2 separate regions of the Xenopus laevis genome follow, and region 2 is linked to region 1. Evidence: chromatin contacts called from public Hi-C data. All regions are on one chromosome and are shown on one strand. The core of a region is the stretch at or near the end of the contact, and the rest is flanking DNA. Distances in the headings are between cores, read along the strand shown. Region 1 has its middle 20 kb from the start of myl6.L. Region 2 holds the start of esyt1.L (extended synaptotagmin-1).

Region 1 (2,700 bases), core at 79-2,578:
TCCTTATGTCGCTACTATAGGGGTTGAATGTGCTGACATAATACATGTCGTGACGGTTTTCAACTTTTACCCGATTTGTTCTTGGACTTAATAAATCCTCCCGATTCATAGCCAATGCTGTGTTGATGGTTTCCCTGATTAGTGCATTTGGATATCCTCTATCCAGAAATGTTTGCCCCATTTTCTCCAGGTCCACCTCTTTCTGTTTGGGGTCACTATCTATGTGTACTACTCTCATCATCTGGGACTTGGGAAGTGATTCCATAAGATGCCTATTTGGTGGCTTGTGTAATGTAGTAGCGTGTTCCTGTCAGTTTCTTTGGAGTATAACCGTGTATATAATCCCTGATTGGATTTATACAGCTGGACATCAAGAAAATTGATCTCTTGTGAGCTGTAATTCAAAGTGAGTTTAACAGGCGTATCCAGTTTATTAAGATAATCAACATACAATTCCATTTGTTCTGATGTACCAGTCCACAGAAAAAAGATATCGTCTATGTAGCGCCAAAAAAAGCTACCATGCCTTTTAAAAGTTTCATGACCATATATGTGCTTATTTTCAAACTCATACATGAAGGCATTCATGTATAGAGTAAGAAGGACTTGAAAAAGGTCCCCAGGTGGGACAGAAACGTCGGATTATGATGTAAATTTTTAAAAATAAAAAGCGATTTTTCTTCACATAAATACAGTGAGTGCTGATCCTTCTTACTATATTTATATAATTTCTATCCAACAAAGAAGGTCCGCACACTCAGGTCTTAAATAAAAATCAAATATGGTTTATTAACTTAAGGACTAACATTTCGGCCTTCGAGAAAGGCCTCGGAGAGGCCGAAACGTTAGTCCTTAAGTTAATAAACCATATTTGATTTTTATTTAAGACCTGAGAATGCGGACCTTCTTTGTTGGATAGAAATTCTATATTTTGGACACTGCACCCAGGCACGTTTGCACCAAGTTATGCGAGTGCTGACTCCTCCACAGACTGATATATATATATATATATAGTAGTAAAGACCGTGTACTGCAGGGCTCAGCCCTCCACTCCATTCCCCTTAGGAACAGGCACAGGACAGTCTTTGTTCAAGCACCAACATTGATAGAAATGGAATACCATTTATTTTTTCGTTAGCTCTGCTGCTGCTGAATTTAGTAGTCCAGTAGTGGGCATGGGGGATTTTTTTTCTATATAGGCATCCATGGGTCACGTAAAGTTGCAACTTTAAGCATGTGCACTTGGGTATCTATACAGATAGTACGGCGTTTCATATATTCTAGCTATAGTATGGACTTAATGAAATGAATGAGCTTAATTTCTTTTGTTCAAAAAGCAACGGATTTGGAACGAACTGCATGCATGGGCTAACTAACAGTTAAAAGGTTGAACTTGATGGACATGTCTTTTTTCAACCTAACTTACTATGTTACTATGCTTCTCTATTATACAGACTAGTACCTATAGAGGTTGTTCAATTGTTTTCAGATTGTTCAACAGAAATGAAGACTTTTCTCAATTCATTTAAATTTTTTACCATCTTTACAAAATCTAAGTTTAAGGATTAATGATCATGTCTCTGGTGTTTGCCTGGCAGCTCATTAATGCAGATGCAGAATCTAAACGGTTACAATTTTGCTACTTTAGTTGATCCATTTCTCAGCTGTATTTGTGGAGTATTAGCAACTATTGTATCAATTCTAACAGTTGCCTTTAATGAAACTCAGAGATTCTGCTCAACAGGGAGAAAGATAAGAAACGTATCAACTAAATCAATTGAAAAACAGTTACAGAGTCAGCGACCCCCTCCCCGAGCTGCTTTCTTAAAGACGGTGAAAAATGAAACTTTACATTCCAATATTAGAAAAAGTCACAAACAGAAAATAGAAAGTAGCTGAAAAAAAGTCTTTATTTCTGGTGATCTACTTGAATACAACTAAACTAAACAAATTGTTGCAAGGTGAATAAGCCCTCTATAGGGTGAAACTGTTTATGTATATGTGAGCATAGCATCATTTGCAGTTACATACAAAATAGCTAGAGGTAAATGTGATTTGCAACTGCCCTTTACAAATTCAATCAGTTTTGTTATCAGGTCTGTGGCAGATGAAAGCAGATGTAGGAAGTGGCAATGCTGCTTCTATAGAATGCTGCTGCAGGGGACAATACAGATAAATAACAGTGCTGACATACAATGTATGTGTCTAGTCGCCTATATTGTTCCCCTGTGTGCAGACGCTTTGTGATAGACTACATAGTTCTCATACTCATGTTATCAGATGTGGTCGCTGCCTCACTGTTTATTGGCCATCAGTTGTCTAATTGGCTGCCATTACCTTCATGATATGTCAGGTGGGGATAATTGCTACTATCCTTTATTTATATAGAGCTAGCAATCTAAGTTTGCCATCCCATTCACACAAAGCACATGCACTAGGGAGGGTCCGTTTCATTAGGAACAATTGCTCTTACCATTGGCTCATTATATTTCTCAGTACCCAGTTGCATCCGTTAACTTTATTGGTCAGTGGAAAGATACCCTGCCTAGCAGTAACGTTCACATTTAGTTTGTGGCTAAATTTGCAGGTCACCTCAGTGTCAAATTGCTCAATAACTAGATAAGCTATTCAATTAAATATTTCAGCCCCAAGTAACATGGCCTGTAATAAATTATCTTTATTTATTAACATGTACAACAC
Region 2 (2,868 bases), core at 260-2,759, 58 kb after region 1:
GAGACTAATGTAATCTGAGATATAGACAATCTATACCAGGGGTGCCCAAAAGGTAGATCGGGATCTGCTAGAAGACCTTTAGCTGGTGATCAGTAGATCTCAAGACACTGTCAACAAACAGCTTGTCTAAATCACCCTCCTGTTTCATGCATTTTATTCAGATATTTATTATTTTAAGGTAATATAAGAAATAGTTATAAAATATATCAATATACATTTTCATCAATATTTAAGTAATATTTTCCATTGAACAGAATGCTAACAATGCTATTATAGATGTAGCTCATAATGGGAAAACATCGCTTAAAGTAGACCTCGCATTAGTAAAGTATGGGCACTATATACACACTACAAACTGCCACATGAATGCATGAGTGGCAGAACACTTCTATGTAGTCATTTTAGATGTTGTAGACTTGTAGACCTAGTCATCTTCCTAAACTAAAGAAAGAAATCACTAGAGATTGAGGACATGATGTGGAAAAAACACTTACCTTGCTAAAATTATGGTAAACCATATAACAGAGCGAAAAAGCATCATGAGCAGGAGACTACAGAAAGCAATATTCCCTGCAAGCCTTACCTATGTAGTTGAAATGGGAAGTCTACCACCTACTGGTCCAAATGTGTAAGGCAAGTACGCTGCTACATGAGTCAGTTCAGAACTACAATTACATTTAATTGATTCATTTATAACGTTCCAACATTTTCTCTAAAATTGGTAATATGAGAAAAATGAGGGATCTACGGGAACAAAGAAACAATCAGCAGTGGGAAGCCTGCCGTCTGAGCTTAACATTTCAGAAATATGAGAGTAAAAAAGATTAAAATGTGCATGAATAAATCCTTTAAAGAGAGAATGCATATGATCAATGAGAGAAGCATCACTGTATGTGGCTCTCCAGTTTCTCGTAATAGGCACATAAAGAGGTTTGGGATGGGGGCAGATTAGTTCACCTTCTCAGGTAACTAAAATGTTACTTTCTGGGGAACAGCAGAATGAAATGTTATTTTGTTATTTCATATATGATCATTGAAGATTTAGTTGAACACGAAATAAAAGCAAAATATATATATATAGTACAGGTCAATGGGAGCCATAGTGTCAGAAAGGTATTGGATATGGGACTATATAGGATGTAAGTGAGTGAGTGAGAAGGAGAGACGCAGCAAGGACAGACAGTCGCACATAGAGACAAGGCAGGACAGCCAGCTAACGGGATCACACAAGTCCCTCAGCAGCAGCAGCACAGCAGACACGCATGCATTGGACAAACACTGTTCCTCTAGCTGAGCTTTCCAATGCTGCATCTGACTGTGGCTGAAACATAACACAAATAAACCCAATTACCTTGTCTCCGTCTGTGCGAAGCAGCTACACAATCAGACTCGCAGCGTCTTCCCCAGTGCCACCTAAGTGGGTGGAAGAAAGTCCCGCCCTCGAGGAAGTCGTCATAACTCTGATTGACTGGGACTTTTCTCTCAGCCGACCCGCCACAGTTATACCTCCCCTTGGTTACCTGGGCTGGAGGGCAATGGAGATGATGATGATGATGAGCAAAATAGTAAATTACGGCTCTGAGAAACGCAACATAAATAAATGTATTATGCAGAAACATAAACACGTGGGAACTTATTTTCTGGTGTATTTTGACCACGCCCCTTGTCAGGTCTCTGTTGGACCCTGGCATTTGAAGTGCAGGTACCTAAGCAGCCCCCGACCATTCCAATAACTAGTGACGTCTCACTGCAGCCCCCTATAGCCTTTGCCTGAATTTACAGGGGCCAGTCTGGTCCATAGGGTTGCAACCTTTGCTGATGGCTAAACCCAAACATGGGGGGGGGCAGGGCAGATAACATTGGGGGTGAGGCAGTGATGTAGGAGCAGGTATGATGACATCAGAGATGGTTGCAATGATGTTGGTGGAGTTATGACACATAATAATAATATTGCACTTAAATGCAACTGGCTGGATTTCTATCCATTTTGAAGTATTGATGCTCAGTTCAAAACCACACAGAAGACAACCCTATATTCTGCTTGATGATTAAGCCCAATCCTTTAATTATAGGTATGAGATCTATTATACAGAAATCAGTTATCCAGAAAGCTCTGAAATACAGCAATCTAATTTAGAAAAAAAAAACATTCTTATTTTTGATTGCTTTGCTTCTTTTTTGTATCTGTAATAATAAAAATGAACTGTACTTGATAGTAACTAAGCCATGTTGAGGTGAGTATCTTAGTATTTAAATGCTTCTCATGTATTGAGCAGATTATTGTTCGGGTTTTATAAGGCTGCCAACCGATCAGAAAGTTCAGACCCGAACAGGCCTTACAAAAAAAAGGTCCACACAGTATTGAAGTGCTCTACCTCTGTATGCTTTCTTTTGAAATCAGGTGCTCAGCAGTAAAATATCCCACCTGCCATGGGATAGGTTAGGAAATACACATGCAAAGTCCAAAGCACTGCGGCACACTGACAAAATGATTGTGTTTGTATTCATGAAGTGCTTTGGACTTTACAAAAAAAAAAGGTGGCAACCCTACTGGTCCAGCCTCTACTTCCTTGGCCATGCGCCAATTACACCACCAACTTTGCTAATCGCTACCTGAGCCTGTACCCCACAGGCCCGGGCTGGCAATCTGTAGGTTCTGGCAAATGCCAGAGGGGCTGCTGTATGGTTCCATAGAAAGTTACCATAGAGTGGGCTGGTTGGGGGCTGTTTGGGCCTCTGCGTACTTGGAATGGCAGGGCCTATTTTGACTCCCAGTCCAGGTCTGGTACCCCAGGTAATATACTGTGCCTTGCCCCACAGCAAATTCATTTTAGGGCCCCCAACATATCCAGAGGTTGTCCTGTTTTA

What was found. A called contact is a pair of places that touch in the nucleus more often than the background predicts.
Region 2: a Hi-C map of the XL177 cell line shows a contact between it and region 1, with 4 times the contacts expected there. The contact joins the promoter of esyt1.L here to the enhancer-like site in region 1. A contact is called at or near these places in 3 of 4 Hi-C or Micro-C datasets (the XL177 cell line, the XTC cell line and animal cap).

Annotation. Positions count from the first base shown.
Region 1 is chr2L:144,411,188-144,413,887 of Xenopus_laevis_v10.1, forward strand. No RefSeq gene overlaps it. Among protein-coding and RNA genes, the nearest start is that of myl6.L, 20 kb to the left of the region's middle. Within about 2 kb of position 1,329, at least 3 of the 7 cell types and tissues checked have an H3K27ac peak or open chromatin away from gene starts, as enhancers often do. A contact at or near this core is called in animal cap, where this site is marked.
Region 2 is chr2L:144,469,120-144,471,987 of Xenopus_laevis_v10.1, forward strand. It overlaps esyt1.L (extended synaptotagmin-1), which reads right to left and starts at 1,510. Exons shown (of 32, transcript XM_041582500.1): 1 at 1,352-1,510.